2 separate regions of the Zea mays genome follow, and region 2 is linked to region 1. A link is a contact called in public Hi-C data. All regions are on one chromosome and are shown on one strand. Each heading gives the region's core, a stretch centred on a gene start, on an enhancer-like site or on the middle of the called end of the contact. The rest is flanking DNA. Distances are from core to core; before and after follow the strand shown.

Evidence for each region. A called contact is a pair of places that touch in the nucleus more often than the background predicts.
Region 2: a Hi-C map of leaf shows a contact between it and region 1, with 7 times the contacts expected there. The contact joins the promoter of LOC103641187 here to the promoter of LOC100383025 in region 1. A contact is called at or near these places in 3 of 25 Hi-C or Micro-C datasets (ear, leaf and tassel).

Annotation. Positions count from the first base shown.
Region 1 is chr10:84,496,636-84,499,949 of Zm-B73-REFERENCE-NAM-5.0, forward strand. LOC100383025 (Tyrosine decarboxylase 1) reads right to left here and starts at 1,729. Exons shown (of 1, transcript NM_001175704.1): 1 at 1-1,729. The coding sequence starts at 1,308.
Region 2 is chr10:84,748,921-84,752,234 of Zm-B73-REFERENCE-NAM-5.0, forward strand. It overlaps LOC103641187 ((E)-beta-farnesene synthase-like), which reads right to left and starts at 1,766. Exons shown (of 7, transcript NM_001364649.1): 1 at 1,603-1,766; 2 at 1,251-1,524; 3 at 799-1,168; 4 at 345-563; 5 at 107-242; 6 at 1-22. The coding sequence starts at 1,728.

The DNA of each region.
Region 1 (3,314 bases), core at 479-2,978:
GAGAGCAAAGTTCCTCGGAACCACGACCTCGAACCGGTTGTCGGAGCGCACGGCGTCCTCGAACATCTTGGCCATGGCGACGTCGCTCCGGATGTGCTCCTGGAGCTTGGCCGCGCCGTAGGTGCGCATGACCATCCAGAGCTTGAGCCCCCGGAACCGGCGGCCGACGCCAACCTGCATGTCCTTGAGGTCGGTAACGTTGCCGGAGTCGCTGGCGTCGTTCTTTAGGTACTCCGGATTGGTCTCGAGAGAGTCAGTGAGCCGGTGCGTGTCGCGCACCCACAAGCACGTGCAGTCCAGGCACGTCAAGAGCCACTTGTGCGGGCTCATGCTGATGGAATCGACGCGTTCCACGCCGTCCAGGTGGTGCCGGAACTCCGGGCAGATGCACGCGCTACCGGCGTAGGCGGCGTCGATGTGGACCCAGGCGTTGAACACGGCGGCGACGTCGGCAATGGCTCCGACCGGGTCGACGGCGTTGGACGACGTGGTGCCGACCGTGGCGCAGACGTAGGTCGGCACGAGGCCGGCGTCGACGTCGGCCTGCATGACCTCGAAGAGCCTGGCCGGGTCGAGGGCGTAGTCCGTCTCGGGGCCGGTGGGGATGGAGCGAATGTTGGCCGGGTCGAAGCCGGCGAGGCGGCACGCCTTGAAGAAGGTGGAGTGCGTCTGGTCGGCGGCGTAGACAGCCAGCCGCGGAAGGCCGGACACGCCCTGGGAGCCAGTCCGGCGGAGGGCGGCGTCACGCGCGGCGACGAGCGTGACGAGCATGGCCTCGCTAGTGGTGCCGAGGATGACGCCGCCGCCGGTGCCGCGCCCAGCTGCGCCGGTGCGGTTCATGAAGCTGGGCGGCAGGCGCAGGAGCTGCGCGAGCCAGTCGAGCGCGAGGACCTCCATCTCCGTGGCGGCTGGCGCGGCCTGCCACGTGAAGCCGACGGTGTTCATGGCGGACGCGATGAGGTCGCCGGCGATGGCCGCGGCGCTGTTGGTGGACGGGAAGAAGGCGAAGAAGTTTGGGCTGGCCCAGTGGGTCATGCCGGGGACGACGGAGTCCGTCAGCTCCTTCATGGTGACGTCGAACGGGGCGGAGGACGTGGGCGGCGCGGACCTTAGCTGCTGCCGCAGGTACCCTGGCTTGACGTCCGGCAGCACGGGCAGTGACTCGACGGACTTGTAGTAGTCGGAGATGAAGTCGACGGCCTTGTGGAGGTAGGCGCGGACGTCGTCGGGGTGGAGGGGCTGGAAGCCGGTGGTGGCGTCGACGCCGAAGGCGGAGAAGGCGTTAGGATTGGTGTCCAAGCTGCCCATGACTTGCCGATCGCTAGATTAACACAGCGGGGAAGTTGGAGCTAGAGCCTAGAGGTCGAGCTAGCGGCTACGAGCCTGCGAGCTGCAGCTGACTGGTCAGTGGACACTGACAGATCGAAGGCTGCAGATCGAGCTCCGTGGGGTTTGGTGGGGAAGAAGGCAGAAGTTAGGGTTGGGATATATAGGCATGCAGGTGGAGGAGGAGGCAAGGCAGCAAGGGAGTGGCGTGGGGACGAGGGCGTCGGCGTGGTCGTACGTGCGACTGCTGCTGCTCGTGGGTGACGAAGACGACGTTGGTAGGAGAAGAGAATTGGCTGTGGCAACTGGCAATCTGGCAAAGGGGCGCGGCGAGCTAGTCAAGTCAGGCGGTCAATTGCCATGCGCCGTCGTGTCGCGCGCTGGCATGCGATCTCCGGCGACGACGACTAGTATAGATTTGTCAGCTAACGCGATATATACATAGACCCCTATATTTGTCGTACAGATGGTCGATGTGCTTTATTTAGAATCTCTTTCTGTTATTAATAGAGAGTCTTTGGTAGGTAGGATGGGACTTCTCCATTTGTCACTTTAGTTAATTTCCCACGTTTTTTACGCCAATTTCCAGTCCTACTACTTTTAGTACGAATAATACTTTACTTCCGCTTTGAATATAAAACTAGAGGAGGCTAAGAGCAACTTCAGTAGTTCTCTAAAAAATAGCTTGCTAAAATCATGTTTAGCAAGTTGCTAAATAGCTATTGGAAGTAAAAAATAACTTAGTCTCCAATAGTTGCTCATATTTAGGAAGTAGTTCGATTTTGAATCTAACTTTAGCGGCCCTGCCCCTATGAGATCTGCCTGATAATAAGGTTGAGAGCAGAAGATATGAGGGCGGAAGAAAAAAGGTCGGTCGATATGAACTATGGATGAATGGTGGTCTGGTGGCGCAACCTATAAGAAAGTTGGGTTCGACGATGAAGGAGAAACTTGTGTCATACGTGTTTGACCTAGCTACCTCATTATGCTAGAAAATGAAAAAAGAGTGTGCTATACCTGGCTATCTCACTGTGTAGGAAAGGGAAAAATAATCACGCTAGTGTGAAGAAATTGACGTCAACTGTATTTAGGGAGTTCCTACCGAGTTGCTAAATGTGGAGAGTAAATAGAGTTGAATAGCAACTAAGTAAATTTAGCAAGTCTATTTAGAGAACCATTGGAGAAGCATTTTTCTGTTCACTTCTTAAATTTAAGATTTAGAGAGTTGTTTAGAGAACTATTGGAGTTGCTCTAACGGCTAAATAAATACTAACTGCAATATGCTTGTGCCCTAAACCAAGTATATAAGTTATAAGCATGTACCCTCCTTAACAATGTTCATTTACCTGCGTCATACTCTCGATTTCCCTAGTTAATTTCCTTGTAGCTAGCCGCATGTAAGTGTGTTCAAACACCATGACACTAGTGTTTCCAAAATATTCTCCTAATCCATGATTATTGCACTAGTAGAAAAAGGCTCAAAGCCTGCGGGGACGATATATTTTTACAGACGGATTCGGTTATCCACCGACTGTGTTATTTCTAGTGGCGGTTCCTTAAGAAAACCGCCACTAGAAATCGTATTTCTACTGGCGGTTCCTTTAGAAAACCGCCAGTAGAAATCCATGATTTGTAGTGGCAGTTTTCTTAAGGAACCGCCAGTAGAAATACGATTTCTAGTGGCGGTTTTCTTAAGGAACCGCCACTAAAAATCATTTTTATCCTTAATTTTTCGAGTTTTTCAAACGGCCTCGTATGACAAAACCACCAAAATAAAAGTTGTAGATCTCTAAAAGTTACGAAACTTTGTAGTTGACAACTTTTTTATTTGAACTCATTTCGGTTCTCAAAAATTGAATCTAAGTATGTCAAGTTTAAAATTCAAATTTTGCAAACTACCTCGGATGAAAAAGTGTCAAAATAAAAGTTGTAGAACTTCAAAAGTTATTTATCTTTGTAGTTGACAACTTTTTTATTTGAATTCGTTT
Region 2 (3,314 bases), core at 516-3,015, 250 kb after region 1:
AGGATTTGGCAGTGTCAATCACCTATAAAATGTGTAAATATATGTATGGATGGTAATGATCCCTTAGTGTACTGTGATCTCTTGGAGCTAGCAGAATTTTGTTTACCATTTTCTTGACCAGCTCAGCGTGCATGTTCCCCTGAAGTTTTAACTCCTCCTCGATCTTGTTTGTAGCGTTCAATATGCTGGCCAAGAGTACCTTCAAGCCTGCTGAAAGTTGATGAGCGATCTGTTCATCCCACCTGTCGTCATTATGTATTTTTTTAATCAAGGAAATGGTAAATATTTTGTCCACCCCCGAGATGATGCTAGCTGTGTAATAATTTGAAATAAATGTAACCGACCTTTCCATGGCTGCGGTGAAGACATCGCTCTCCTCTGTGGTGCCATAGTTGTCGTAAAGGTCATCGAAAAAGTTTCCAAATATGAAGAACTTGGTCATCATGATCCGCGAATACGAGTAATATGGCTCATGTATGACTCCGAGCATCCAGAAATGAAGCTCCACCAATCTGTCCCGCGTGAAGCGCATATCTATATGTGATTGGAAATCCTTCCACCATCTATATATACATTAGTGAGTAAAATCTCTATTTTTATTACTACCCTCCATTCTCGAATATTTGTCGTTCGCTAGTATATTTTTGAACTAAACCACGACAATAAAAAAAACGGGAGGGAGTACTATTTAAATTTAGTGGGTTTAGCAAACCCGTCAACATTAATTATTACTGTTTGTTAATAATAATCAAGCAAACATCAGTGTGACGACGATACTGTGATGCGTAGTTTGCTTACACTGTAAGTTCTTTCAGTTCATCACAGTAGATAGCTTGCGAGATGTTGTAGTCCAGCTTGGCGAACTCTAGTATGGTCCCATCTCGCCCGCCCTTCTTCTCGTACGCGGAGATGTAGCGCCTCGCCTCCACTCGCTTCACCCGCCTGAACCGAGGCGTCTCCAAAGCGCACCTCACCTCCTCGGCAAGCTCTGGCTCCAGGTTCTTCTCCTCCAGCAGGGATTGCAGGCGGCTCTTGCTCCAAGCGATGATGTCGTCAAGAATCTCCTCCCCGTGAGTTCTCGTATGAGCAGCGTCATACAGCATGAGCAAGCAGCTGGCATCGTCGCTCGAGACGCTCCCGCGCTCGTCCCTGAATTTCTCGAACACATCTGTGTCGCTCGTCCACGTACTATTTGAACATTCATTCATTCAAAGTTTAAAGGAAGGAACTGTGTTTTGCCTTCGTATTACCTGAAGAGGTTGTATACCCATGCTTCCTGAGCAAGTAGAACCGCAGCGAGGTGAGGTAGAGATCGTCGGAGCCGCCTCCATCCTTGTCGCCGTCGTCGTAGACAGAGCGAAGCAACTGGTCGATCTCCTCGTAGTAGCGGTAGTCCACCCCGAGACGCTGCAGCGTGTCCACAAGCTCCAACTTCCGAAGCAGGTTGGAGGAGGCCATTGTTTCCTGTATGATCTGCCTCACCTGTTGCTCCTTGACCTTTGCCCTCTCCTTCATCGACAAGAGCTGCGACAGAACAAGACGTTGAAAGTAGATGCGGCCACCCCATGACGTAGACAGAGCAGCATGTATGTATGTATTTACCTGTGACGGAGTGCATGGGGTGTGGTGGAGGAAGAAGTCACCCCATGGGCTCGGGGTGTAGGTCCGTGGCTTGCGCTGCGGCGCCTGTGGCTGTGAAGCCAGAGGGACGGGGACGCTGGTGGTCATCTCTGTTCTGTTCTCTGGACGGTTAGCTGCTGGTGCCGAAGCAGAGGATGGGCTCTATAGAGCTCGGTCCATCTGCTGGCTTTATATAGATCGGGTTTTTTTTGAGTTGGTGTCCTTAGTTTTGCTGATGTCTTTATTTTTATCCTTATTTATATTTTTTTATTAGTTTTGTTCTTCCAGTCTATGAAATAGAAGAGTAAAACTAAGAAAAAAATACGGCTTAGGGTAGAAATGAGGAAGGTCGCAAAACTAAGGGTACGAAATTAAATTTGTAAAGTTGTTTATGGTCTCATGCCGCCTGATGCTATAGCTAGTGTTGGGGGTCTTCCTCTTTCGAAGGCTCAGGCTAGAATGAAGAAACAAGCAGATCAACATCGTTCTGAGCGTTCCTTTGCAATTGGGGATTGAGTATACTTAAAACTACAGCCCTATGCTCAATCATCTGTGATGTCGCGAGCTCACCACAAGCTGAGTTTCAAGTACATACACCCATTGGTTCGTGTCTCACAATTGAAGCTTGCTGCTGATTTTAAAGGAACAGCTTCCCAACGCTTCGGGCGTCACTTCCAGAGCGCCGTGTGCCAATTCGTGTGCTGCAAACTCGTGACCTGTCCAAGAGTAACCGTCTGGTGCAGCAAGTCCTGGTGGAATGGTCTGGGCTTCCACTTGAACTTGCAACATGGGAGGACCAGGAGGCGCTTCGTCAGTGCTTTCCATTTGCATCTGCTTGGGGAACCGAGGAGTGTCACCAACCAGGGAGACGTGGCTGAGATAGGGACATCATACAAGCAAGATGGTGCGACTCCGGATGAGATACATCACACAGCAAAGCAGACTCGTCCCGTCCGTCGTCCTTACAGGCGTGTGTGTGGGCGGCGTGTGTGTGGGCCTGACTGGCTGTAGTGTGTGATTGCGGCCTCCTGGTGGCTGGTACTATCTAGAAACAGAACTCTGATAATCGAGTCCTATCCTACCTGCCTCCCTTATCCCCTCTACTGCTCCTTCCTACCTACGCTAATATATTAGGGCATATACAGTGGTGTTTAATGTAGGGGCTCTTAAGGTGTTTTAGGGGGGTTATTTGCAAAATAATCTTAGAGCCGTCTCTCCGTGAAGAGACGCCTCTGGCTCGTAAACCAAGTAACAACAGACGCCTCACTTCCCACTGTACGAATTTGTCGTCTGTTCTATCGATCTGATGCTATACAAATACATTTAATTCTGTATTTATTAATAGACTACGTTTATAGATACTCCATTGTACAATAAAGTCTCTTAGTTGTCTCCTGTGCTTGGAGAACCGTTTTGGTGTCTCTCCACTGTACATGCCCTTAGGCTAACTAACAAATCATTTTCGTTGCAACAGCGTGTGAATGCGAGCGCGGAGAGAGCATGGTGACGAGAGAGAATGCATACATATAGGCCATGGAAGGAACTGGTCCTTTTTTATGCGGCTGCATTCAGGCACGTGACGTGACCCCAACCATGCGTGTTTTTCCTTTTTCGCTCGTGATACGAGATTCGCTGGACTCAGACTAATAGTCCGTAGTCCGTTCGGTTATATGGGTACCGTGTTCTGAAACTAT